Regions from separate parts of the Mus musculus genome. Here regions 1, 2, 3, 4, 5 and 7 are each linked to region 6. A link is a contact called in public ChIA-PET, Hi-C, HiChIP or PLAC-seq and promoter capture Hi-C data. All regions are on one chromosome and are shown on one strand. The core of a region is the stretch at or near the end of the contact, and the rest is flanking DNA. Distances in the headings are between cores, read along the strand shown.

Region 1 (3,662 bases), core at 740-3,239, 890 kb after region 6:
CACTGTCTGGGAACTTACGGAGACGCACATATGATGGAACGCTGCCTATGGCTTCAGAAATCTAATGGTCCATATGCTGTCTAGCTATATGTACTTTCTGCCTTTGCTTCATTTTAGGTATCAAATGCTTTGATTTTTGTCACTTTCATATTTATCATCAAAAAGCACTGTGTGTGTTGTATGTGTTGGATAGTTTATCATTCATAGAACAAACCGGACCATGATTTATTGTCCCCAACTTGACAGATTAATTTGGCAATTTGATGCCCAATCATATTGAATAACAAAAATATACAAGTGACATGTAAAATGTCTCCAATCCTCTCATTGCCTCCCTAATGTCACTGCCCTTAATGACCTCCCAAACCAGAGGCTACACGTCCCTCCTCCCCTGGGTCATCCTGTTGTGTCACCTTTCCAGATATTCCAAAAACCTTACCCCCCTGGGAAAGCCAGTGAAAGAATGAGGCTCTGTCCAGGGGTGAGCACAGGAGATTCCTAGCAGGCCTCAAGACTAGGATTCACAAGCCCTAAGTCCTAGACCTGTTTTTACAAGGGTCTCACTTTGCAAAGTAAGATGATTCAGACTCAAGGACAGTTTAAGCTTTGCCAGAATCCAGAGAGACCATCCTTTGGATTTTGTGTCTAACTTGGCTTTCCTCATCGCCTGCCAGAGACTTCAGCAGTCACTCGACCACACTTTAATTGTCTTGTCATTTTCTAGTGCTGCTGATGCGATGATGTTTTTTGTAGGGTGACAGGCTGCTGAGATCACCACATCTGTGTGACCTTGCAACCTCTGTACAATCTCTTTAGTCTGAAGATTCCAGATGTAAACCATGTTGTCCTCTGAACCAGACACAACCCACTTTCTACCAGTAACCGAGAAACTGGCAAATAGGCAGTATTTCTCATTCTTATGACCAGTGTATGTCTTCAGGCATCTGCCCCTGCTGTAATCCCACAGTTTAAGAGTATTGTCCAAAGTTGCAGTGAGAATGTATTTACCATTTGGAGAAAATTTTACAAAAGACACTGGAGGGTTGCCTTCATCAGCAAGTGTCCTTAAACACTGGCCTGACGCAGCATCCCAAATTCTACAAAGCCCATCATAGCTCCCGGACACTATCAAGGACCCATTACAATTAAAATTTACGGCAGAAATGGGGTCCGAATGTGCAGACAAAGTCTTGAGGCATTTTCCTGTTTTTACTTCCCATATTTTCACACTCTCATCAAAAGAGCCCGAAACGATGAGGTTGGATGGTGGGTTGAAGTCACAACAGAAGACGAAATCGCTGTGCCCCTTCAGTGTTTTCAGACATTTTCCAGATCTCATATCCCATACCTTTAGAGTCTTATCATCTGAGGCTGAAACTAGACGACTAGAATCTGAAGACCAGGCAACATCTGATATTTCCAGACTGTGACCATAGAGTGTTTTCTTACAATTCCCATCGTATGCTCCCCAAATTATAATTAGTGCATCAGCTGCAGAACTCGCTAGCCATTCGCCATTAGGACTAAATTTAACTGATGATATGGCCGCCGAGTGCCCCGCAAGAGTAAGTCTGAGAGCATAGTTGGGTTTCTGCGGCTCTTCCTCGCGCCGGGGGGCAGAGAGAAGTGACTGTGCTCTCTCTGCTGGCAGATGCTCGGTCGCCATAGATCCGGCTCTATAATTTGCGCGGGCTTCCCGCCCTGAAACTTACAGAAGTTAAAACTTGCGGTTGGAAGGCGGATGGTTTTGATTGTAACATGGGCTCCTCTATAAGGTCCGTTCCCAGTCAGCAACGAAGTTTGAACCACTCCCCGTCTTGCTTTCTTCTATAGCATCACGGATCACAGTGATCCTGGGATCCGTACTCGTGTCAGATGCTGTCAAAGGACTAGGCCGATCCGCGGGGGTTCGGGGCTGCACCTTTCCTCTTCCACGCCCTCCGCAGCTCCAAAATGTCTGGGAACCTCAAGCAACAGATGACGTCACACAAAACAGGATTTATGAGAGGCTCAAGTAGAGCCCAGGACGACGCTAGGTACGCATCCTGCCAGGCTGCGCACGCGCCGAAGGAGACATGCATTTTCTTCCGGTTCTCCAGGACAGGAAGTTGACACTGAACCCGGTTTTTTTCCCTGAGAGAGCTGGGTGCAGGAAAGGGCGCAGCAGGCACTTCATGAAGGCTGTGCATATTGAGGGTACCTCTGTCCACACCCACCCCGACTGAGTTTAGCTGCCAAGATTATAATAATAATAGCTGCCTGTGTGTGTACTTTGCGAATGCAATACCTACCCTCAGGGTCAGGAGTCCCATCATCCTGGAAATGGAGTTACAGATGGTTGTGAGCTGCCTGTAGGTGCTGGAAGGTCCTCTGGAGAACTGCCAATGATCTTAACCACTGAACTACATCTGAAGCCTGGACTACGGTGACTTCTGATATAGAGATTATATCATCAATTCAAAAACTTTCCATTTTTATTAACTCACCTAAAGCACATTGAATAACAAATTTTAGGCTTTATTTCAAGTAAATATATATTTTTCTAATGACTAGAAAACCAAAAGGATATAATGGGTACAACCTAGGAGCTAAACCAGGATGGTGATGGACCTTTAGTTCACTACACACACAAGCACGAGGGACAAAAGATGCGCAGACTTGGTACGTTGGTAGGATTAAGACATGACTTGAACTTTGAAGGGTAAAACGCACTTTTTGATGTGTAGGATACCTTGTGTATAAATAGCATTGGGGACTCCCAAAAAGAAAAGGCTGTAAGTAAAACTGTTTGTCGTTACTCATGGTCTAATATTAACAAACTGTCCTAACAAATTACTAGGATCTGCTTAGCTCTCAGGAAGGAGATTTGGTGACAGTGTTCACCAGGAAATAGTAATCCTAAATGGCAGCAAGCAGAGCAGGATCCTGAGCTCCTAAGCAGTAGCATGTCTTCCTTTAAAAAAAAAAAAAAAAAAGATTTATTTATAATATGTAAGTACACTGTAGCTGTCTTCAGACACTACAGAAGAGGGCATCAGATCTTCTTACAGATGGTTGTGAGCCACCATATGGTTGCTGGGATTTGAACTCCGGGTGCTCTCAACCACTGAGCCATCTCACCAGCCCGCATTTCTTCCTTTTACAACAAGCTACCCTTCGCGTAAGGGGACCTCTAGGTTTTGCTTTGTTCACTGAAAAAAAAAAAAATCAAAAATCTGTTTCTCCTTTAAAAAACCATTTAAAAAAAAAAAAAGAAACATGTGCCAGACTTATATGGTCTTCGAAGATTACTCCTATCTGGACTGTTTTAACTGGTTTCCTCAAAGCAGCTTTTGGGAGTAGAAATCCAGTTCCCAAGCCTCTACCCAATCTGGAAAACCTATTCAGACTAAACAGGAAGGACTGAGCACCGCCTGTAACTGAGTAGCTTTAAAAAGCTGCGCTCCCGCGCGCGCGCGCGCACGCACACACACACACACACATATCGTGCTATCCTTGTAAAACCACATGCTTATAGCTTGCTGCCCACACCACTCCCCCCGAGCCCTGCACTATTTTGTCCTCAACACTGGTCTTTTGTGTTTTATTTCTCCTTACCTACATAGTTCAAATTGTTGAAAGCCAGTGTTCCTTATTACAGTCCCTGTTCTGGACTTCACTGA
Region 2 (3,845 bases), core at 873-3,372, 980 kb before region 6:
AGATTCGGGCCCACTAGCCTGGTGCACACAGCTAACAAATAAGAGATCCTGCCTCAAACAAAATGGAAGCAAGAACCCAACCTGAGGCATCTGTCTGCATGTGCCTGTACACACACATACACACACACTCTCATATATATACACACACATTCACACACAAACACATACATACATGTGCGCGCACACACATAGACATATGGAAACACACACTCTCACACATACACACATACTCACAAATACTCACACACATACACACATGTACATGCATGCACACACACACACTACATACACTCTCTATCACACACAAACATGCATGCACGCACAAGGGTATTTTTTTAACGGTGAATCTGAGGAGAGAGGGCACTTCTTAGGGGCCTCTATTTCTTCCAATAAAACTTTCAAATGCCCTTATGGACAAATAGCAAGAAAATGTAATAGAGGAGCCCTCATCGTGAAACAGTGTAGTCCTTAGGCCTAGCATAGTAGCACACACCTTTAATTCCAGCACCTGGAAAGTAGAGGTACCTGGATCTCTGTGAGTTCAAGGCTACCTGATCTACAGATCAAATTCCAGGATAGCCAAGGCTGTACAAAGAAACCCGGTCCTGAGAAACCAAAACAAATCAAAACAAAATGGTGTGTCTGAGGCCGCTTCTTTTTAGTTAACTTCATTCCTTTGCTCATTCTTCCACTCTCTAGGACAGAAGTTGCTTTTAGCTATTTGCCCTCCTGGTCTCTGCTGAAGGACATTCCTGTTTTCCCAAGACTGGGCTTCTCTATTCCCAAGTTTCCATAAAGGCTTTGCCTCTGACCAGACCAACTCTAGGGAACAGAGAGAAGCTAAAGCTGGGGGCAATGATAGAGAAGCAGAAAGAATATGCCAGATACAGTGGTGGTCCTGCAGGGGAATCACACAGACAAAATGGGACCAGGGAGCCCCCTCTCTTTCTGAGAGAGTCCCAACTCAAGCCAGCCTGCCAAGGCACTTTATATCCCAGAGTCAAAGTGTCTACAGCCCCCAGACAAGTGATTCCCTCCTCATTTATCTGGATACACCCATTTGTTCCTTCTGCAGCAGTTAAAACTACAAACTTGGAAGCCTGGCTGGTGTTCCAACTCCTGGGAGAATCCAGCTATTGGTGGAGAAAAGGTGTTTCTCCCCCACCCTCTTTGGCGGCCTTGCTGCTTAATTAACACACCAACAAATATGGTGGTTTTAAACTCCCATCTGAAAACTCTTCTTTTTCAATGAAGTATTCACACTCTTAGCATCTCCCTCCACAGCTTGTTTAAGGAATACACTGGGAAAACAGGTTTATCAGAGGTACCTAGTTCTCATGCATCCAGAAAATAAACAAATGGGTAGAGTGGCTACACCGTCTTCCCTACACAGTTTAATCTCGAAATGTTAACAGGTAACAGAAAGCATTAAGGAAGTAGCACGTGATGCCCAACTTTCTAAGTGGAAGCCTCTACAACACGCTTGGAAACTGCTGCTGGTCAGATCCAAGGATGCTCAGGAGCCTGGGTCACTCCTCCAGTGCCCAGGAACAAAGCCTCCACACAGAACATAGGCGGTGTAGTAAAACTTTCTTCTCAGACTTCAGAGAGGGGGTGGGGGAACGTCAGCTCACCACCCTGCCCTCGGGGTGAGCTTGCACCTGCAGGGTAGATTTGGGGTCACGCTTGGAAATCACCCGAGTGTGGGAAATAGTTCTGAGATCTCCTTTTTGAGCACTTTGTTGCTTATTCAATAAAATAGAGAAGTCACACTGGGTTCACTCTCCCCTCCCCTTTTTCCTCCCAAATTATCAACGCCATCCCTGATGCGTGGCCACGCGCTCTTCCCTACTTTTTGGACTTCTTAAATCATTTCTGAATATCCTGCTCAGGTTTTGAATAGGAGAAGGGACTCCTGCCCTCTCCATTTCTTACTGGAGGTGTCTGTGTCCATAGGGAGGTCCTACAAAATCTGGGGTCTTCAAGGGCGCACTGTGCTCACCTTGCGGGGTCCCCGTCCGCAGAGATGCGCCGAGCCCGCGGCCGGGATTGGGACGCGCGTGCTCTTCCGGTCTCTGGTGGGCTCTCGGGTTTGGAAGGTGGCGGGAGGGACGCGGACCGCGCCCATCGCCTCGTAGACAGCCGGAGTGGCGGCTGTGCGGTGTGCGCGGTGCCCTGCGGGTCGCCTCCTCCTCTGTCTGACCGCCGTCCCTCCTCTGGCGCCACCCCGCGCCGCGACCGGACCCTGCGCTCGGCTGCAGGCCTCTCTACTCCGGAGTCCCTTTACTCCCGCATCCTCCACTCCTCCAAAGACGTCCACTCCTGTTTGAGCGGTTCTCTGGGCGACTTCCTGCTGCTGTGCTCAAAGAGCCGCTTGCAGCGCCGGTCTGAGGAGCCCTGTAGCCCGAGGATGCTCAGACCTCCGGAGCAGGTCCTGTGCCTGGTTCCTCAGTCTCAGATCCCGGTTTCTGGTTTTTTGTTTGTTTGTTTGTTTGTTTGTTTGTTTGTTTTGTTTTGCTTTGTTTTTGTTTTGTTTTGATACGGGGGGAGGTTATCCATTAGCTTTCCCTTGGCCTTTTGCATTTCTCCTTCCCTCTTCTTTTTCTTACTCCCCGCCTTTCCCTCTCATCTCTTCTTTTTCCTCATTCTTCATTTTTTATTTGGGCATTTTTTGATTCTTTACATTGAGCTTGTGTTTATTTTAGAAAGACAAGAATGTTGCTTATAATAGGAATGCGTGTGTGTGTGTCTGTGTGTCTGTGTGTGTGTGCATGTGTTTTCCCGTGACAAGGTTTCTCTGTGTAACAGCCCTGGCTGGCCTGGAATTCACTTTGGAGACCAGGCTGGCCTCGAACTCACAGAGTTCGACTGCCTCTGCCGCTGGAGGGCTGGGATTAAAGGCTTGCATTTCAAACACCACATTTTGACCACATATTTTAGGGACAGGAGGGGAGGGGGAACCGAGTAGGACTTCAGGGTTCAGATCACACATGGTAAGGAGGATTGGCTTTAAAATTTTTTAACCCCTCCCTCACTATTTCACCCAAAGGCTTCTTTTCACAGGAAAATACTTCATTGGAGAGGAAAATATGGGGAAAGAAATGAAGCAAACGTTTTATTCAGGACAATGCGTGTTTCTCACATCTTGTCCTGAATGTGAGACACTGAGCAAAATGTGAGTTTCTGTTCTGTGCAGTTAGATGCTGTCATTGGGGAGGCCCCCTTTGATTCTCCACTTTTGGGGTTACTCAGTTTAAAAGCCCAGGACAGGGATGTTGGAACAATGCCTCATGTGGTAGAGCAATCACTCTGGAAGCGTGAGGACCTGCTGGGGTTCCCCAACAAAAGCCTCTGCCTGTAATCTCAAGGCTGGAGGCAGCGAAGGGGACAGGCAGATTTCTGGGGTTTGCTGGACGGCCAGTTTACATTGGTAAGCTTTAGGTGCAGTGGGAGTGTCTGTCTCAGAATCACTGTGGAGCATAATTGAGGGAGACAACTACCATCAGTGCTCTGCACTCCACGTGTATGCACGCACAGTCACGTTTCTGGCACAGTCTTTCTCCATCACTCTCACTTCAGTGTCCAAAGCTGGATCTTGAGTCTGTCGCTCCCCATTAAGAATTTCCCCTCTGATCTCCGTTGCCTGTTCTCTTACCTCAGACTCCCCCAGAAAACAATAACCAGTTACTCTCACTGCTCTTCTATATCGGACTCCCTTTTCCAGCTTGCCCCCCCCTTCTCCCTCACCCCATTGTCCTTTTTCCATTGAGTTATCCCGCAGCCCCTCAATTACTGCGCACCAATTTTCATCTCCCACCTGGATCTACCATATTTACCTAAGAGGT
Region 3 (3,771 bases), core at 136-2,635, 860 kb after region 6:
GCAGCTAATGCACAGATGTGGTGCACAGAAATACATGCCCACAAAACACCGATGCCCATAAAAATAAATGTTAAAAAAATACTTTTGGCCTAATTATTTACCAAATAAATCAATTTGGTGAGGTTATCTTCAAGAATACCACTACCTACAAGCTACTCAAAGTATTACGGTTACTACAGATAGGGAAATGACATGTTTAACAAATTTTACTATCTCTACTTAAAATACACTTTTAAAGGTCATGTTTTTTTGTTTTTTTGTTTTTTTGTTTAGCTTCAACTCTAATTTAATAGCAGAACCATCATTGTGAATTGATCAACATCCGGATCGTTATTCTTGAATTCTTGGTTAACTATTCAACCTTTGAAATTTTTAGTACCAAAAAAGACACATATTTGACTTAAGTGTTACACCTTCTCTCGGGATCAAGAAGGCGATAGCACAGACCAAGTATTTGACTTAACCCTCCCCCAAGCTTCCAAATATTCATTGTATCGCACCACACACATAAAAAGGCACTATGCCAAATACTTTATCAAGTACACAAGGTCTCTTTCACTTTTTCTCTCCCACAAAATCTCAACTTAGAAGTAGGGGAGTTTTGGTAGAAGCTGGGAATGAAGTTCGGAGAACTACTGAACTATTAACTATCCCTACCCACAGCTTCAGAGCTCGGCCTGACCGCTCCAGAATGACCCGGTGAGCCTCCGGCACCTCCTACGCTGAGCACCTCCGCTTTCCAAGGCCACCCCCAGCCCCCATGACCTCCAAAGGCTCCCCTATAAAAAGCTCTGAGCAACTTGCTTTTCCTACAGTTTGTCTATCCTCCCTTCCCGGACCAAAGCACCGACTGGGACGTGGGGACAAAAGGCTGGACAAGCTTGCCACGTGTGGAAAACCTCATCACCTGGAACTCGGCGAACTCTTCACAGTTCACACTGCCACTGGGCGCCGCCATATTGAACGAACACGAGGACCCCCGCAGCCGACCAATCACCGTGGAGCAGAGGTGTCCGCGGTGCTGCCTGACAGCAAATACCGTGAGCCCGGGCGGTTGCCTTTCCTCTCGCTAAGCCTAGAGCATCGGGTTGCTAATGAGGGATGAGCCCCTCGAAGAAGCGTCGAGAAACTAACGGCGTTTGGGGAGGTGAGGGTGGGCAAGCGGTGAGAATGACTAGATGTTTTTAAAAACATAGCTAAGTGGAAAGCAGGCTTCCTTCGGGCATTCCCGAAGCCCGGACGCCATAGGGCCCTGGTCCCGAGTCCCTCCGCGTGTGTGACTCGCTTGCACAGTCCTAAAACACTACTCAGCGCTTCGCAGTTGGCAGACATCGCCCTCCCTCCTCCGCCTTCATCATGCCCGGGCAGGCAGGGCGTTTGGCCGCATCCTCCGCTCGTCGCGCACGTCCCGCACGCCCGCTGCGTCACGCCGGCACGCCCCGCCCACCCCGCCAGCGCCCTCCCCACGCGGGCCCTTGGTGACATTGAGCGCCAGCGCCGCGGCCGCCGTGGGGTGCTGTGCGTCGGCGGAGCGGGTGGCCATGTGGAGCCTCGGCGGCCTGCGCCTGGCGGCTGGTGAGACGCGGGTCTGCGGGCGGCAGGAGGGGGCATCGCCGGTGGGGGTGTCCTGCTTACTGCAACCGTGTGAGGACCGCAGCGCCTTAGCAGACGCGGGGGGCTGGCCGAGACCCTGGTATCTGGCGCTCATTCACGCAGCTCCCATCTTAAGTTAGTGCCTTGATGCCTCCACCTGGTCCCCATCCTCCTGTGAGCTCCTATTAAGAGTTATCCACGGAAGTAATGCTTTCCACCCTGACTTTCTCCTATCCGTTATTCTACTTGTGCCTTCCTACTTGTCCCTCCCTCTTTAGGTGAGGGACTCAAAGATCTCACAGAATACGAGTAATTGTTGCCTTAAGTTGTGGGTGGTAGTACATACTTTTAAACAATAGTGCGGTAAGTGCCGGGACTCTCTTAGGGGAAAGTGTTATGCTAATAACGTAAGGTCTATAGCCTGTTTTCTCAGTAAACATTGGAGCGGTTGAGTGTTTTGGAGTCTGGTAACGTGAACGTATCCCGCCTCGGGGAAATCTAGAGAGCCTTGAATTATCAAGTTGAGAAATCAGAGAGTTTGCAGCTTGTATCTTGAGGGTCTTTAGAGGGTAGCTTACCTTTTGATCATCTTTATGAACTTTCATGATCTATCCTTTGTTCCATGGCATCAAATTACTACAGAGTTGTTAAATTTTTAGAGAAAGAATAGCTCCACGTTTTGTTATTGGAGTAATGTATATTGTAAATGTAATTGAAGCAATGCAAAAAAAAAAAAATAGTACATGGAGAATAGTTGCGTAAAGAGTAGCCGGTGAAGAGGTTAGATTTTACCGACTGAAAGACCTTTCAATGGGTCAGCATTGCTTACACCCTTAAAAACTCACACCCACTCTGCTCTAGAAAGAAAACGGAGAAAGAGAAAAAGCACTCATTCTTTTACTGGTTTTGATTTGTATCAGTTAAGATCTAATCATCTAAAATCTCGATGTGCATGTTTATTAAGTATTACAAAGTTTTCAAAAGAGCAAGCAAAAGAATCAGCAACCTGTGAGTTATGTGAAAGTCACTTAAACACTGGCAGTAGTTACTTTTCTAGACTGTAGCACACGTCATGGAAAGCTAAAGTGTCTTGGAAGATTTCTGATGTTTTGGAACTTCTCTGCTGGGCCTCTAACCAAGACAGACTTCCTTGCACAATTTAACAACAATTTTACTTCCGATGGGGAATGTTTTAATAGCACACCAAGGATGTTATGGGCAACGACTGCCAGGTGATCTGTGAGTGTCTGGTGTGTTGTGAGCACCTTCCAGTGATTTCTTTTACTTTTACCTATTTTATTAATAAAAGCGCTTTCTGATTTACATTATCTGATTTCTACAGCGCCCCCCTTGAATCTTATTCCCTCCTGTCTTTATAAATAAACATAAATCACAGGGCTAAATAACTTGTGTAGCACCACCTGGTGATAAAAGTCAGCACCAAAGGAGGGCAGTGAGTTTGTGTTATCCGAGTTCCTTGCTGCTGTTGATGCTGCTGCTGGAATATGCGCATGTGTAAGTTAACCATCTTATAGCCAGATGGAGCTTTTTTGTTTTCTTTTGGGACATTCACTATGTAGCTCCGGCTGCCATGGACCTCACTATGTGGACCAGGCTGGTCTCACAGATACCCTCCCCGGTGCAGCTGGGGCTCCTTAAGGTGAAATGCAGATGTGTTTGTGAGGTGGACATACACTTTCATACACAAATGGACTTTCAAGAACCAACTGCGATTTGATAAATAACATTGACCAAGTGTGTGGCAGCTCAATTAGAAATGTAATCTAGGCATTGTTTTCTTATTCAGAATACTATTCAGAATAAGGTCCTCAATTTAAGCAGTGGAGCTGTGCGTAACCGCTTCCTTTGGAACTCCTGGGTGGACTCCCTTCGCAAACAGCCTAGAGGGTTTATGGGCTTTAGTTGCTTGTTGCATGAATGTAGTTGTAGATAGATGCAGGTCAAAGTTGTTACAGAATTGCTACAGGTGAGAGGTCTTGTGAGCTTCTGAAATCATGTTCTGACGTTTATGATCATGTACTAGGAAGAGGGACCGAGGCTTAACGTCCATATCCCAGCAGTGCCGGTTCTCTTAAGAAGCACAACTGTTAAGACTCCGAGGCTAACTAGCTTCTCACCCACCCTGCCATGACTTCCATTAGCATCAAGATTAGCTTT
Region 4 (4,042 bases), core at 413-2,912, 950 kb after region 6:
AGGCAGGTGGATCTCTGAGTTCAGTGGCAGCCTGGTCTATGTAAGAATTCCAGAGCTATGTAATGAGACCCTATCTAAAAGTAAGTATATAAATAAGTAAATGTTGTACACATCATGAATACAAATTTATACTAACACCCGCACGTGCAGGCATGCTGTAACCCCAAACACTTGAGAGGCTGAGGCAGGAGTGTTTTGAGTTCAAGACAACCAATGTAATGCTAGGCCAGCCATGACTAAATAGTGAGACTTGTCTCAAAAACAAAGAAAAGGCAACCTACAGGCAAGAAGGTTGGGACTAGTTAGTACCTACTTTGATATCTAGACTGATGGAAATTTTGAACTGACTGTGTAGTTTCTGTGTGACTCTGAAATCCTGCCACCCCGAAGGCCAGGGCAGGATAAGAAGCTCAAAGCCAGCCTACCAAACAAAACCCAACCTCAAAAAAAAACAGGCTGGGCAGTGGTGGCGCACGCCTTTAATCCCAGCACTTGGGAGGCAGAGGCAGGTGAATTTCTGAGTTCCAAGACAGCCTGGTCTACAGAGTGAGTTCCAGGACAGCCTGGTCTACAGAGTGAGTTCCAGGACAGCCAGGGCTACACAGAGAAACCCTGTCTCGAAAAAAAACAAAAACAAAAACACAAAAAAAAGAGGAGGAGGAGGAGGAGGAGGAAGGAGGTGTTTGACGGAACTCTTTTAAGAGGGAAAAGGCCAGACAATAGTGTTTAATATCTCAAAAGCATTTCTCGGTGGCTGATTCCTATAGTAATTTACCAAGCCGAAGTTTAAGCCTTAAAATCAATTCATGTGAAACTTTTCATTGAAAAGTGGTTTGGAAGCAGCTGCATTCAACCCACACATTCTTTCTTGCCGATGTCCCTGATCCCAGTCACCCTCCAGTTTTCTGCTCCCAATGCGAGCCTCAGCTAAGGCTTGGCGGTTTCCCTCGCATCGCCGGCTCACACAGCCGACCAACTTGTCATTGCTATAATTACCACACCCCCGTCAGCAGCTCCAGGCCCGCGTAGTTATGACATCTGTAAACTGCAAGCCTCCCGTCTCCACCCCCACCTCCCTCCAAACACCGGCCCCGGTGGTAACCTGCCAACTCCCCGATCGGCCCCGCACGCCTCGGCCTCAGCCACCGCACTCCGCGCCGCCCGCCCCCGCCCTCAAGCTAGCGCGGCGCGCAGACTCCGCGCCGCCGCCCGGCGCCCCGCAGTCCCCGACGCCGCTTCCACCGCCGCGCCGCGCCGCGCCGCCCCGCCCCGACCGGCGTTCCTCACGGCGAGCACCAGCGTTCCCCACCCCCACCCCGCTCCGCCGCCGCGCGGCCGTTAGGACCGCCGGGCCCGTGACGCACCGGAGCGACGCGAGGGTCCGGTCCCCGGCGCGCCCGAGCCAGCTCCGGCTTCCGCCCGCGTCCGCCTTCGCCCCGGGGCCTCCCTCGGGTCCGCGGAGGGGGACCCAGAGCCGCCCGCCGAGGGGGAGGGGCCGCGAGGTGCCCCCACTCACCGGCTCCAGGCGACCGGTCCCGGTGCCACTACGAAGAGGGAGACGCTCGCTCTTGGCCCGCCCGCTGCGCCTCTTCTGCGCACAACCTTGACCAGCCGGCGCGCACCACGGCGGCGCTCACCAGGCCTCGCTCTCCGCTGCCGCTCACAGAGCCGCGAGACCCAGCTCAGCCGGCGTGCGCACTGCGCCTGCGTGCGGGGGCCGGCCGGCGCGCCTGCGTGCGCTTCTCCGCCGCCTGCCGCAGGGGCTGCCGGGAAGCGGAGTCTCCGAGCGTGGACGCCCTAGGCTAGCGGCGGCCAGGGAAAAGGCGGCGGCCAGGGCGTGGGTCTCTGCGGACCAGGTTGGCAGTCAGTAAAAGCGCAGACATATAGAAGTTATGGAAACAAACTTGTCCTTACTAAGCTCTTCCAGAATGGACGGATTCCCCCTCACATCAATATAGCTTCCCTCTCACATGGTAGGTACCTCACAGCCGAGCATGCTTATTGGATGAATGATGGCATGGTTGGAGGCTGAGGGAGTATTACAAAATACGTCAGTGTCTCACGTTCAAAGAATTCACATGCAACCCGTTTGCAGGAACTTTCTGGGTATTCTCTTCAGTTCTCACCCATCTTACCCGGTAATTTATTAGTATCATATAACATTAAATCGCTTTTTGAGCCTAGCATGACGGTAACGCACGCCTGTATTTTCAGCTCTAGGAAGTCTGAGGCAGGAGAATGGCGAATTCTAGACCAGCATTACTACGTAGAAAGACCCCTATCTCAAAAACGGCAATTTCCAGCGAAAATATTTGCGTTGCTATGAGAAGGCACGCTAAAACAAAATATTTAGGGAAATGACTTAACCGTTACATGATAGAATTTTTTTTTCTTTCTGGGGAGTAGAGCGGTGGCTTCAAAGGAACACTTTAAGACAGCAAGTAGAGGTCACAGGAAAATCACAACCACAGGACACGGTTTAACAAGTCAGTTTAAAAGGAATACTGAGGAGCACCGGACATGAATCTGTAGAACCCCCGAAGGGAGACCCTCACTCAAGTCTCAGGGATCGCGAGCCCAGAAAGCCACAGTCACGCTTGCTGCAAACACACGAGGTTTTTAATGGCACACAAACCAGCATGCTGAGGTCGAGACCCATACACCACGCAGGGGTAGAGGAGTCTGACCCCAACCCTATTTTCCAGCAGGTTTATAAAGGTAAAAACCAGAACCTAGGGGGAGGATGGGAGAGGAAACAGGGGAAGTCTAGGGGCGGATATTTACTTCAAGGCACCTGGGACATTGAAACATTTTGTGGTTGTTTTTCCCAAGAGTTCCAGGGAATTAGGCCATCTGGCCGGGGGCGGGGGCCCATGTTCTCAGGGCAGTCATTATTTTATTTTTTTACTCTTCATTTCCCCACTTCTTCTTGTGAGTAGCTCTAATCTTAGAGCGACCCCTCTTCTTCTTTCGGCAAAGTCAGGTACTGTTGTCGGAGCACCATTACCTGTACAACACTAACCCTGTCTTTTACAAAAGCCACTAACTTATTAAGAATGCAAGGTCCAAAAGTGAGCAAAAGCAAAAGGATGATTAGGGGACCGGCAAGGGTAGAAACAAGGGTGGTAAACCAAGGAGACTTATTAAACCAATTTTCAAACCAGCTCTGTCTATCTTCTCTTTCCCTTCTGCGCTTGTCTAACCGGCTCTTCCTATCATTGTGAAGCAGAATTCACCAAGCGTTGGATTGTTCACCCACTAATAGGGAACGTGAGCTGGGTTTAGACCGTCGTGAGACAGGTTAGTTTTACCCTACTGATGATGTGTTGTTGCCATGATAATCCTGCTCAGTACGAGAGGAACAGCACCTTTTCTGGGGTCTGATGAGCGTCGGCATCGGGCGCCTTAACCCAGCGTTCGGTTCATCCCGCAGCGCCAGTTCTCAGGGCAGTCATTATTTTACTTTTTTACTCTTCGAATCAATACATCTATAAATGTAAGACAGGAGGAGAAAAAGGACCACATGGGCTAACTGCTCCCACCAGATTGGCCTGAAGGCTCGTCGGTGGGGTGTTTTCCTGACTCACGATAAATGTGAGACTCACTGTGGGCGGTGCCACCTCTGGGCTGTATAGGATAACAAGCTGAGAGTAAGCCAGGGACCAAATTCCTCCATGATCTGCTTCAATTACTGCCTCCAGGTTCCTGCCTTGAATTCCAGTCCTGGCTTCCCTCAAAGATGCACTGTAAGCTGAAATGCCTGCCCCCAAGTTGTTTTGGTTAGTTTTATCATAGCAACCGAAAGCAAACTAGAACAACTTTCTCGATCCCTCAGTCCTTCTCTCCCTTTCTTCTCACTTTCTTCCTTCTGCGTCAGTATCATCTTCTCCACTAAGAGTGTGCTTGTTTACATGGAAGCTGAATTTGAGCAAAGCAGCTTGGGAGAAAGTGTTCTATCAGAGAGACTTAGGGGTTAGTGTTGCCAATTTGACCCAAGCTAGAATCCTCTGGAAAGAGGGGACCTCAATTGAGAAAATGCTTC
Region 5 (3,593 bases), core at 951-3,450, 750 kb before region 6:
CCGGAAGTGGAGGGGTTCTGTAAGAAAGAGCTAAGTACAAGCTCGTGAAACAAATGATACAGAGGTAGCTCAGAGAGCACGTGAGCTGGCGGTGGTGGGCGAGCACATTCTTCCTCTGCCTGTTGTTCCATCTCCAGATGTTGCCTTCTGGGTTCTTTTGCTTTCCAGTCTAGACAGGACCCTGGGAGCTTGCTGCGGTCATGCCTTCTCCTCCCAACCCCGCCTGCCTCTCCCTCCATCCCCGCTCTGTGAGAGATTACCTTCAGTGTTTCAGAACACGATTCTATTCTTTAATAAATGCCGGCAGAGGCAAGACAGTGCCGGGCCACGCTCTAACCTAGATGGTAGCCTCACTGTTAATCTTTATAACATACCGCACCTGCTCCCCCGCCCCCCGGCTCTCCCACCCCCACCCCCCGACAGTTTTGCTTATGTCTTCTGGTTTTTACTGATTAGAGGTGGGAAATGGTAGCCCTTCAAGGTTTCCACTTGGAAGTCGCTGATAAAGATTTAGCCATAATGAGCCCCCTTGCCCGACCTATACTTGCCCAGACCCCATAATTTTAGAAACATATCTTATCCACTCGCCTGCTTGATTACATCTTTCCCCAGCTGCTCCACTACTTGACCACAGTGCTCCTGTCTCCACGGAGCCCCTTCCCCATCTCTTTTCTTAGAGACCCGCCTCTCTTCCCTACCTAAGGAGCATTTCCGTCTTTGAATTTGAAACAGCATTTGAAACAGCTGTACAAGGACACAATGTTTAATTTAGGAGCTGAGTCTGTAGGAAGGGGTTCTTTGTTAGTTTCCAGAGTGATGCAAAGCTTAATTTAGAATGCAATGTAACTTTCATTGTTGTTCTTCTGGAAGTCAGAGCGATTATGGATTGTGCTGCAGAGGCAGCCTGCCTGATGATGCTCCTATTTGGCAGTACTGGGGGGAGGGAGGAGTTGTGGCAGTTTCATCTTTTATTCTCCTTCAGAGATACTGGAGAGGTGTGCAATGGGAGCATTTATATTCAGGGCAGACCTGTCTCATTCAGTCTTTGTAGCCGGCCAAGGCCCTGCAAAGGGTGCTGTTAATGCTGGATTGAGTCACATTGACTGTTTGCCCTCTACCTCCTACCTGGATCTTACACGTAGCCCTATTAGCATCTGGAACTAGGAAATGAGAGAGAGCAGCCGCCTAGTACTAGCAAGGCAAGGACTTAGACAAGACCTCAGCTTCCTTCCGTTCTTGGCTCCTGGAGAAAGCTAGCATGGCTAACTCGAAGGGTATCATGCCCTATCCAATCTAATTAGTTTCTTCCTCTCAGGGACTCATGTGACTATTAGTGGAATGGGAGGTGGGGCCATGGGATTAGGAGGGCCATCAATTAGGAGAGCCATCAATTAGGAGGCTACAATAGTCACACCACCACAGCATCAGATTTGAGAGAGAGCATGCCTCCTCAGTGCCTCTTTGAGCTTCAGGCCAAGCAGCTTCTGCTAGTTGACTGGCATACAATCTTCCGGCATTTTACAAACATGCTTAGCCATGTTTTCTAGATTCCCTAGGGTCTAAAAGCCCAGGAAGAGAATGTAATCTCTATTTTCTTCAAAGATACACACACACACACACACACACACACACACACACACACACAAGTAATTGCAAGTTTGAAGAGAAATACAAGGTTCCCCAAGAGAAATGTTCTGTAAATAAAGGTAGGTACTTGGCCTGGGGTGTGGTACATGCCTTTAATCCTAGCACTTAGGAGAAGGCAGAAAAATCAGAAATGCAAGGATAGCCTTGGATACACAGTGAGTTCAAGCCAACCTGGGCTATATGAGGCCTTATCTCAAAACAAATGAAAAGGAAAAAGTTCTGGCCCCCCCACACCCAGAGAACCTGAACCTCACAGATCAAGGGAGAGTTAGGCAGAGAGCAAAACTGCTTTTCCACTTCTTATCTGGATCACAGCAGTCCCTAACTCTAAAAATTCCATTGTGCTCTGGAACTGTTCAGGAGACTGTTGTTCAAAAATCAGAAACCCCACAACTGGAGTTATCCGCTTTAAGCTGACAGTGCCTTCTCTAAAATACCCAGGAGACCCAGTCCTGGAAGTTAAGAGACAGACCGAAGTCACTGTGGGGTAGCAAAGGGCCGCTTATGCAAAGACAAGGACTTGAAAGATGCGACCTCACGGCCACGTGGTGGCGGACTTCGCCATTTTTGCTTACCAGCGTGTTTTAGATTTTATTCAAAGTGCGGGGCTTTGATGTATTTGTCTGGGGGTGGGCTCACCCCCTTGCATTTTTCGTAGGTTTTACTAGTGACTCGAGGATAGTGAAGAGAAACAAGAAAGAAACTTAGACACAAGAAAGTCAGGAAGACAAAAGAAAGGCACGGAGCCCACAAGAGCCTGGGAAACCGATGAGAGACTTAGGAGGAGGGGGCGGGGGATTTGAGTCTACAGACTCCGGAAAACCTATTAAGGCGTCCTGGGAGAAGGTCGCTGGGTCCTTCAGGGTGGGAATCAGGCTGTCCGGGTTGAAGCCTCTCGGGATTAAGAGCTGAAGAGAAACCACAAAGGTTCATTGTTTTATTTGTGCCTTGACTTGGCTCCTGACCATCGGATCGCTGGAGTTCTGATAAACGTCCTGAGCTCCCCCTACTGGCTGCCCTGAAGAACGTTACCATCTGGATCCCAAGAGAAATAGGATTACGTAACCCCAGCTTTGACCACTTAAGACTTTTATTTTCTTTCCCAAGGTCTTGGCTTTTCCAAATCCTGCTGCCTAATGCCAGAGCTTAAATGCCCTGACTGATTGCCAAGGTCCCAAGGCCCAGAGGAGGCAGTTATGAAGGGGCCATGCTAATGGGAGGGCATGCAGGAGGGTAGCCGAACAGACTTTTTTTTTTTTTTTTTAATATGTGTCACGCAAATAAAAGTGCTGCAAAAATTCCTAAAAAGGGGGACTTTTTCTGAACTTTCATCTTCTTGCCTCAAATGTGACGCTGGCATTAAACAAGGCCTCTTTGCTTAGGGGGCGGGCCTGCCGGGTCTAGATAGGAAGCCATCCAAAATAAGCCATCCAACTCCATAGCAGCGAAGACGCACCCGGCTCTCCTTTCCTTCCCTCTCCCCTCGGTCTTAAGCTCTGCAAAAGACAGGAAGAACTGAGAACAGCAAGAGCAGAATGTTCTCTGAAAGACAGAAGAAAAAATCTCTCTCTCTCTCTCTCTCTCTCTCTCTCTCTCTCTCTCTCTCTCTCTCCCTCTCCCTCTCCCCCCTCTCTCTCTCTCTGTGTGTGTGTGTGTGTGTCTGTCTGTCTCTCCTCCCTCCTTTCCTCCCTTCCTTCTTCCCTCTCCTCATTATCTCTTCCTTTCTCTCCCCTCCCCCTCTTTGTCTCTGTCTCCCCCTCCTTCCCGGCCTCTCCCCCTCTTCTCTCGTCTCCTCTCCTTAAGGTTGATATTAAACAAGGTAGAAGCCCTGTCCTTCCTAAAGGACACAAAGGCTAGCCTTCTGTATGAGAAATGCCAAGTCCAGAGGCAGCGGTTGAGGGAGAGACAAAGAAGGACCTCCAGCGTTGAAGCAACAGGAACAGAAT
Region 6 (3,999 bases), core at 224-2,723:
TGCCTATCCTTCTTTGTCGGGTGCCACCACCACCGAAGAGCTTCCTGGTACTCATTGCTCTCCCAAAGGAGACACCTTTACCCACTCATCCCCAAGGCTCTGCTTATCTAGGCCCCAAGTCTCCACTTTCTATCCCCATCTGGAAGCCTCCATCATTGCCCACATTTTATAATAACCTCTAGAAGATTAGCCCCGAAGACATCTGAGGAAGATAGGTTAAATAAAGATGTGGGAAGGAGTGGTGAGTTACCGTGGCCAGAGTCACTGTGAGCTATTAAGAACATCTGTGCCTCCCCCAGTTGGTATTAGCTACTAACAGGGGGTAAGACACATAAAGAGAACCTATGACCCACAGCTTAAGGCCTCACTTTGACATGTCCTGGCTCTCAGGCTACTCTACCACAGAAGGAAACTGGAAAGGAGAAGTCAAATACATTTATGAGCAATGAGGAAGCAGTGAGGTCCGATGGTCTCATCTTGCCTGATTCTCCAGGTCTCAGTTCATCTCTCCCATCAGCCCCTCATGCTCATGTTTAAGAGCAAAATAACTTACTATTCTTGTACTGTCGATTACTAATCAGGAAAGCTGCTAACTTAAAGTAGGAGGCTGGAGACAGGCAATGAATGCTGGGCATATCCAATACCTGATGACAGGACTGACTTATGGCATCCATAGGTGAGAGATCCATGGACACTGCAGTAATATGACAGCCCCTGTGAGACCCCTGTCTGTCACATGACACAGAGTCTATACTACTTAGTCAGAGACTAGACTAAGCCATCCATCAATATTAACTTCCTTGGGCAAGTCACTGATTGTTGTGATATTGTTTCCCAATGTTAAATAATTAAGGGGTTAACACAGTAGATCCAAAGCTCCCTCTGTAACACTCTGGGATCCCCACAGACATACAAAGTTACACCAGCTGAAGTCATGTTTGCATTTGACTCCTAAAAGCACTTGGCTCAGCACCAGTGTTCATTGGTGGTTAAATCCTGTCCCCTTACATTTCCCATGGGCATTTGTGTCCCTGTGAGGCCATACAAAGGCACACTTTGTCCTCATCTTCCGTGGGTCGCCTTCAGGTTAGCACACTGGGGCAGCCACCCTTTAGAATGGGCTGTGTAGATCATCAAGGGCATACTAGGGCCCAGGGTCCTAGATATGTGCTCAATCATGCTCCCCGAGTGCAGGCCATTTCCTTGTTCCCATCCTCAGATGTTCATTGTCAACCACTGCACACAGTCCTTAGGGCCATCAAGAGTTCAGCATCTATTAGTAAAGACCTCCCTTAACAAGGACTAAGTGCTATGTAGACTTCTTTTCCATACTTCCCTGTGCTCCCAACCCCTCACAAAACCCCCAGCTCAGAGCACCCACCTTTACTGGTTCCTGGTTACGGCTTTTCACATCTACACCAGGCGCCCCCTCCAGCGGCTGCCACTTCAGGGTAAGTAACAGAGCAGCTGCTCCAGTTCCGTTTTCAGGTTTTCTGTCATTTCCTGCCACACTGTCCTCACAGCTACTTCCTGAAGTTTGAGTCAGTTCCTTATACTTTGAGTACTTAGAAGGGTTAAGTGTTTCTGTGTCTAGTATTTTGCAAAGTTTTTCAGGTCACGGGAAAGTTATAAAAATGACCGTGGAGACACATCCCTTATCAGTTAAGACACAATAAGAATGCTGCAGGACTGCTCTGTGTCCTACGAAGGACAGTTGCATCTAAGTAAAAGAATTCAGAACAAGGCAGGTGTGGTAGTGAACTTCTGTGATCCCAGCACTTAGGGGTACCCTGGGCTACAACATTGTTGTAGAAGCCTGGTCTGAGGAAGGAAAAATGTGTGTGTGTGTAGTCTGCAGCAATCAAAAAAAAAAAAAAAAGGCTTAGTGGAAAAATGATCTGTATGTTAATTTTGAAGGGAAGTCTTAAAAACAATTTCTCCTCCTTGCTTTCTGCAGTACCTGAGACTCACACATAACTCACGAGGAAGGGAGAAGGCAGAACGTGGAGGGAGAAAACTCCCTAGCTTGATGGGAGGCTGTGTGGAGTCTGAGCTCACTTACAGAGTTCTGACTACTGGCCTTCTCTAAGCTGGTGAATTGAACTCTGACATACTCTACACTGTCAACATCTGCAGCCCTCCCCTTCTAGCTTCAAGTCAAGACATGCTCAGGTGACTTGTTGAGCCAATGAAATAGACCCTTTCTGATGTGAAGGCCACTGAGAACTTTGCTATGCTTTTACTGGCTGCCTTTCAAATAACCACCTCCCTGCTTCCACCCTCCATTCCTCACCCACCCCCGTCCCAAGCATGGCTCCTCTGGCAGCCTGGAGCACTGACAGGCAATAAAGATAATGAAAATAAAGTTCCAAGGATCTCTGGTTGAAAAATAATCCTACTAAGAACTTGCTTTTGCATCTGAGCCTGGCTCTCCTTATCCCAGTCATCTGTGGACTCTGACTTGCCTGGCTTACAGAGAATGAACCCACAAGGGTCCCAGGTTGGTGAAACTAGACAGAAGGGAACATTCTGTACCAACAGAAAGCATCTAAAGTCACTTCCCAGGGGATTGATTCTAGACTTGGAGCACTTTATTTGTTCTAATAAGGCTATTTATAGTTGAGGAATATGTAGAAAGGGGTAGCCTTAAATTAGGGCTAGACATTGTACCTCACCACACAGCAATGCACAGAACCATAGAACTTCAGCGATGACACCAAGGAAACCCACTTCCCCCTCACAAACACCCCATGTTCATCCCTGAGCAGAACAGTGCTGACATACAGTGAGCGTTGAAGCCAAAGAGAACAGGTTCCCATTAATCCTCTTCTACCCTGTGATACTGGGTCAGCTTTTCCCAAGTGGCAACTTTGTATAAGAGCATGATGTCTACCCAACCCGCATGAGCTATGAAAAGTCTCCTTCTGCACTGTGTTCAAGGAGAGCTTGTTGTTTTAGACACTCTTGCTATGTAGCACAGGCTAGCCTTAACTTACTATGTAGACAAGACTGGCCTTGGACTTATGGTCCTCCTGCCTCAGCCTCCTCAGTGCTGGAATTACAGGCAAGTGCCACCATACTTGGTGGTCCAATACTTTCAGAGTTTTCTCAGAACTATCCACAAGGCTTCACAAATTTACATCCTATGGTTCTGCTCCTTTAACCCAATCTCAGGATGGATTTTCTAATCTGAACCTCATCTCCTTTGGCTCCAGCAGCTGAGGCTAGAAGGATGTTCACAGCCATGTGGTGCTGGCCAGTGAGATGAAGGAGTCTCAGAACTTTCTCCTCCAGTTGCCACTCCTCCATCCCTCCCATAGTGTGCAAACACAGGCATGTAACTTCTGTGCCAACAGATAGTCTCACACAATTCCTTATTCTGAAAATAATTTTATTATTTTACAGTAGTTAAGGTTTTGGGATGTTGTGACTAAAATTTTCATCACCACAGAACAAAGGGCTGATGAGTGAGTCCAGCAGTTCACTCTTCTTTAGGGGGTGAGAACAGGAAGGGAGCACATCATGTCCGTAAAGGGGAGGATCGACACGGTGGGATCCATCCATTCCTGGCCACTGCTCTCAGGTCTGGATCCAGGTGCTTTGCCTTTTCTTTCCACCGCCTCAGCCCTGTGCCCAGTGGTGGGTGACAATGGCGTTGGAGACAGAATAACCAAGGACCAGCACACTGGTGCAGCAGCTCAGTAGTTCTTGAGACTAGTTGTGATGTGGTATTCAGCCCTGACTCCAGTTCACCTTGGCATGGCCCCACTGGCCTCTGGATAGTCTTAGGACCCCTATGGAGGCACATCCAGAAATATAGAATTCGAACCTTGCTGTCTGTCCATTGTCAGTTCTTCCTGCCTTTTGATGCAAGGAAAGGCACTGGCCACTTACTATCTTAGTCTACATGTGACTGAAGGCATAAGCAATGGGGTCCAGTCCTGACGATCCACAGCAACAAACCGTCCCTCCGCTGGCAATGCAACAGGCAGGAAGAAA
Region 7 (3,679 bases), core at 893-3,392, 600 kb before region 6:
ATTAGTGTTAATTTTAATTAAGTCCTATAAATTAATCACGGGATCTGAAGGACTTATGCTTAGTATGACTAAGGAAAAACTAAACAAGAACACGCACTCTGATATCCACCGAGCAGCCCACAGTCCATGACGGATTTCCTAACACTTGATTGTGGCACAGAAGATGGACGAGTGAAGATTTCCCAACACCTGTAAAGATACAAGGTCTCTTTAGTCAGCTGAACATGGAACCCTAAATGGGACATTTATACCACCTCTTCCAAGCCAGGGAACATCTAACAAATTGTTTGAATACCTCCCGTGACAGGATCCATGATGCCATGCTACCATACTCAAAGGACTTTGGTGCCTACATGTAGGTCTGAAAAAAGCAGCTAACCACATGGTCCCAGACTTATCCTCTGAATGACGATGATGGTAATTCCACTTGCTTTCCTTCATCATGCCTATTAATTTTGAAGCAATGCTTCACCCCCTTTTAGATCTATTGGGCTCAGGCAATCTTTTCATTAACACTAAAGGGCACCTCTTCAAGAGCTAGGTGGAGAGGAAAGAGATGAGTCTTCTATTTTCATGGCTATGAGTCTTTTATTTGCGGGTGTGGAGTCACTCATTCATTTACCTGGCTGTTGTTAATTGTATCAAACACTTGGGAAATCTCTTTGTTGTGCAATGTTATATATAGACCTATCATTAATATTTACTTTTTATTATAAAAACTCTATTACCAAAAACTGAGAAAGTATAAAAAAAAAAAAACCAAACAACAACATCACCTTAGAGCACTATTGCCAGCCATATGACTTTCTCTATTATACCATGTTGTTATTGTGATCATATACAAAGTGTACTTAAAAACAAACAAAAGAACCGCATGGGGCTCAGTGCTTGCCCTACAAGCATGAGAACCCGAGTTGTGTTCACAGAACTGACACACAGCAGCCAGGCAAAGAGGCACACGTCTCTAATGTCAGTGCTGGGGAGGCAGAGAGAGGCAATCCCTGATGTTTGTTGGCCTGACAGCCTTAGCCTAGGGGCTCCAGGCCAAGGGGAGAGCTTGTCTTAAAGAAGGTCGGCGGCTGTAGTGGCTATTCTTGGTTGTCAGCTGGACTATATCTGGAATGAACTACAATCCAGAATTGGAGGGCTCACTGTGATCCTGATCTCGTGGCTGGGAGATTCAAGTTTCTGACCTGGATCTTGAGGCATAGTGGCTATGAATCCCAGGAGACTAAGACAAGGAGATCTCTGAGTTCAAGGTCATCTGGGACAAAGCAAGTCCCAGCACCAGGCAGGGAGGCCTACACCTTTAATCTGGGCTACACCTTCTGCTGGAGACCTACTTAAGGACATTGGAAGGAGGAAGATTCTTCTTCGTTTGCTTGCCTTGTGGGACTGAGCAACTGCTAGATCCTTGGACTTCCATTCACAGCTGCTGCTGACCATTGTTGGGGAGTTGGGCTACAGACCGTAGGTCATCAACAAATTCCCTTACTATAAGAAACTACCCATAAGTTCTGTGACTCTAGAGGACCCTGACTAATACAGTGGCAGAGGCAGGTGTATCTCTTCATTTTAGGCCTGCCTTGTTTATATAGTGAGTTTTAGACTAGCCTGATATACATAGCTAGTTCTACGTTAGTCAGGACTACTTAGTGAGACCATGTCTTACCCCACACCCACTCCCCAGCAACAAAGCTTGCAGTGGAAGAACTGGAATGTTTTTTGTGGCTCCTGGTAGGAGCTCTCCCCTCTCTGGAACCAAAACTTCTAGGCCAGCAGAACCTAGGGTTGTGGGGACAGGAAGCAAAAATTTTCCTAGAGGGTCACTAGGAGTGATAGTGAGTGGAACTAGTCCCTTTTCCACCCATAGACTCCGCGCCCCCCACCTCCCGCCACGCCACCACGTCGACAAAAGGAGCAAAGTCCTCTGGGAAGTGTAGTTTTAAGGTCTTGAAAGGAATTTCAGCTGTCGACCTAAGCGCTAGGCAGCTGGGGGGGTAAACAGCGAAGAGAGAGCGGTGTCGGGAAGCTCGGGCGTGTTGGTAGTCCCAGACGTGGGTTAAGCGGCTCACCTGAGTCTCCCAACACCAGAACCTTCACCCGATCCAGGGACGCCATCTTGCCACGATTTCCTTGAGGTTGACGCCCGTTCCTGGATTCTCACCAATCAGCGCAGGGCTTGTGGGCAGGGCAAATCATCTCATTGGTCGGTCAGAGCGTGACTGATCGAAAGCTTCGGGGTGCGGATTAGCGGGCGGTTTCCAAACCGGTCGCAGGAATTAGGCGTTCGTCCTTGTCTCGCAAGTGGCGTGGGCTGGCTGAAGCCGGTAGTTGAGGTGCTGAGGGCGGCTGTAGTGGGAGTGTTCGAGCATCCACTTGGGTAAACCTCATTCTCCCGTCCTTGTTCCCGGTTTCTGACCTGGCGTGGCATTTCATGGTTTCTTCTATCCGTCCCCTTCCTTGTCTAGTCCCCTCTCCTCGGCCACCTCTTGCTTTGGTCCTCTTCTTAGTCTTCTAAAGAACCATTGCCCCGGAGCGGCCCATGTGCGACCTCGGGTAGGACGGGCTTGGCGGCGTCGAGTGTGGCCCGGGAAGCCCCTGGGCGCGTCTGAGGGACTGTGGGGTCTCGGGGTCTGGACATGTCTGAACACAGCTGGTGGAGGGCACCTCGGTCCGGAGCTGTCTCCGTCGTAGGACGAAGGAATGGAGAGTTCGTAAAATACAGTAACAGAAAACTGTAGAGGCTCTGTAGGATCCACGTTCTTCTAGAACTTGGGAAGTAGTATTTAAAAATAGTCTAACTAAAAGGGCTTCCTGCACCCACTTTGTGTTTTTTTTTTAAATCCCTTTTCATCCAGCATAGTTTTTTCAAAAATCACAAGTTTAATGTAGTAGCTCCTTGCTTAAAGCAATTACAAGTTAAATTTAAAAAGAAAAAAAAAAGATGGCTTATAGCGCTCATTATTGGGATGCAGGTGTGAAACAAGTGATTTGTGTGGAAGCTGGCAGGATGGATATGCTACAAGAACACGTGCCCAGAGGATGTATTGAAAGTTCAGGTATCTCAGTAGAATATGCTAGGCGCTAGCATTAATGAACAAGAGGCCTTCGAAGTAGAAACTGTACAAATTCTGAGGAAATGCGAGGGAGAGTGTTGGATGCCACTGTTGGGGATTTGAGAAGGCCAGGAAACATTACCCAAAGCCTAACTACAGTAGGAGAAAGGTTTGGGCTTAGCTTTGAGGACTGAGGGTGGATATGAGGATGACTTTGCTAAAAAAGCAGAGTGGTTTGAACTTTTGATTCTCCCAGTTCCACACCAGGGGCACAGTGGTCCTTAAAAGTTTTTACAACTAGAATCTAGGTCTGGACTGGGTAAGGTGACGTTGGGAGATGAGATGCCTGATTACTGTGAAGAGAAGAAGATAAATGAAGACCACTAGCTACCACACCAAGAAGCCTCCACAGACAGAGAAGTTACTTAAGTGTCACCTGCCATAGAGACTAGCTAATATAGGAACATGGTCTGACTTTGGCCATTTACTTCCAATCTGCAAGAGGAGTAGGCAGTTGGGATTTATAGGCACCCAAGATTTTTAAATGTCGACAACCAATTCATAAAGTTGTTGAAAACGTTCTGTATGGGCTGTCAGTTTTAGAACTTGATTTAAGGAGC

Evidence for each region. Promoter capture Hi-C pulls out the DNA fragments that hold promoters and counts their contacts. A called contact is a pair of places that touch in the nucleus more often than the background predicts. ChIA-PET counts read pairs in DNA pulled down with a chosen protein or histone mark. HiChIP or PLAC-seq counts read pairs in DNA pulled down with a chosen protein or histone mark.
Region 1: a Hi-C map of B cells shows a contact between it and region 6, with 14 read pairs. The contact joins the promoter of Wdr5b here to the promoter of Hcls1 in region 6. A contact is called at or near these places in 7 of 39 promoter capture datasets (the 3T3-L1 cell line, the HPC-7 cell line, embryonic stem cells and 3 more), 2 of 484 Hi-C or Micro-C datasets (B cells and bone marrow-derived macrophages), 7 of 115 datasets of contacts at active chromatin or transcription factors (the 230-238 cell line, T-cell acute lymphoblastic leukemia, bone marrow-derived dendritic cells and 3 more) and 2 of 9 other capture datasets (adipose tissue and liver).
Region 2: a contact with region 6 is called in an H3K4me3 HiChIP or PLAC-seq map of bone marrow-derived macrophages, with 4 times the contacts expected there. The contact joins the promoter of Gpr156 here to the promoter of Hcls1 in region 6. A contact is called at or near these places in 2 of 39 promoter capture datasets (hippocampal neurons and liver) and 1 of 115 datasets of contacts at active chromatin or transcription factors (bone marrow-derived macrophages).
Region 3: a promoter capture Hi-C map of pre-B cells shows a contact between it and region 6, with 5 times the contacts expected there. The contact joins the promoter of Ccdc58 here to the promoter of Hcls1 in region 6. A contact is called at or near these places in 9 of 39 promoter capture datasets (the 3T3-L1 cell line, 3T3-L1-derived adipocytes, the C10 cell line and 5 more), 3 of 484 Hi-C or Micro-C datasets (B cells, Th1 cells and double positive thymocytes), 9 of 115 datasets of contacts at active chromatin or transcription factors (the SCID.adh cell line, astrocytes, bone marrow-derived macrophages and 5 more) and 3 of 9 other capture datasets (adipose tissue, liver and macrophages).
Region 4: a contact with region 6 is called in an RNA polymerase II ChIA-PET map of memory CD8 T cells, with 38 read pairs. The contact joins the promoter of Kpna1 here to the promoter of Hcls1 in region 6. A contact is called at or near these places in 3 of 39 promoter capture datasets (the C10 cell line, liver and pre-B cells), 2 of 484 Hi-C or Micro-C datasets (B cells and CD4 T cells), 4 of 115 datasets of contacts at active chromatin or transcription factors (T-cell acute lymphoblastic leukemia, bone marrow-derived macrophages, memory CD8 T cells and 1 more) and 1 of 9 other capture datasets (liver).
Region 5: a promoter capture Hi-C map of liver shows a contact between it and region 6, with 4 times the contacts expected there. The contact joins the enhancer-like site here to the promoter of Hcls1 in region 6. A contact is called at or near these places in 2 of 39 promoter capture datasets (hippocampal neurons and liver), 1 of 484 Hi-C or Micro-C datasets (cerebral cortex) and 2 of 9 other capture datasets (embryonic stem cells and liver).
Region 7: an RNA polymerase II ChIA-PET map of memory CD8 T cells shows a contact between it and region 6, with 23 read pairs. The contact joins the promoter of Rabl3 here to the promoter of Hcls1 in region 6. A contact is called at or near these places in 2 of 39 promoter capture datasets (both in liver), 5 of 484 Hi-C or Micro-C datasets (B cells, CD4 T cells, CD8 T cells and 1 more), 1 of 115 datasets of contacts at active chromatin or transcription factors (memory CD8 T cells) and 2 of 9 other capture datasets (adipose tissue and pancreatic islet).

Annotation. Positions count from the first base shown.
Region 1 is chr16:36,039,517-36,043,178 of GRCm38.p6, reverse strand. Wdr5b (WD repeat domain 5B) reads right to left here and starts at 1,989. Exons shown (of 1, transcript NM_027113.2): 1 at 205-1,989. The coding sequence starts at 1,666. The coding sequence ends at 680.
Region 2 is chr16:37,914,773-37,918,617 of GRCm38.p6, reverse strand. It overlaps Gpr156 (G protein-coupled receptor 156), which reads right to left and starts at 2,122. Exons shown (of 10, transcript NM_153394.2): 1 at 2,003-2,122.
Region 3 is chr16:36,069,274-36,073,044 of GRCm38.p6, reverse strand. It overlaps Ccdc58 (coiled-coil domain containing 58), which reads right to left and starts at 1,385. Exons shown (of 5, transcript NM_198645.2): 1 at 908-1,385. The coding sequence starts at 958. It overlaps Fam162a (family with sequence similarity 162, member A), which reads left to right and starts at 1,484. Exons shown (of 5, transcript NM_027342.2): 1 at 1,484-1,575. The coding sequence starts at 1,542.
Region 4 is chr16:35,980,983-35,985,024 of GRCm38.p6, reverse strand. Kpna1 (karyopherin (importin) alpha 1) reads right to left here and starts at 1,662. Exons shown (of 14, transcript NM_008465.5): 1 at 1,517-1,662. It overlaps Gm15564 (a long non-coding RNA gene), which reads left to right and starts at 1,696. Exons shown (of 2, transcript XR_001781900.2): 1 at 1,696-1,973.
Region 5 is chr16:37,683,933-37,687,525 of GRCm38.p6, reverse strand. It overlaps Gm35833 (a long non-coding RNA gene), which reads right to left. Exons shown (of 3, transcript XR_876061.1): 3 at 2,228-3,143. Among named protein-coding and RNA genes, the nearest start is that of Gm35833, 5.0 kb to the right of the region's middle. Within about 2 kb of position 2,200, at least 216 of the 459 cell types and tissues checked have an H3K27ac peak or open chromatin away from gene starts, as enhancers often do. A contact at or near this core is called in cerebral cortex, embryonic stem cells, hippocampal neurons and 1 more, where this site is marked.
Region 6 is chr16:36,932,457-36,936,455 of GRCm38.p6, reverse strand. Hcls1 (hematopoietic cell specific Lyn substrate 1) reads right to left here and starts at 1,473. Exons shown (of 14, transcript NM_008225.2): 1 at 1,382-1,473. It overlaps Golgb1 (golgi autoantigen, golgin subfamily b, macrogolgin 1), which reads right to left. Exons shown (of 22, transcript NM_030035.1): 22 at 3,371-3,999.
Region 7 is chr16:37,538,357-37,542,035 of GRCm38.p6, reverse strand. It overlaps Rabl3 (RAB, member RAS oncogene family-like 3), which reads right to left and starts at 2,142. Exons shown (of 8, transcript NM_001042499.1): 1 at 2,076-2,142; 2 at 98-189. The coding sequence starts at 2,121. Gtf2e1 (general transcription factor II E, polypeptide 1 (alpha subunit)) reads left to right here and starts at 2,247. Exons shown (of 5, transcript NM_028812.4): 1 at 2,247-2,383.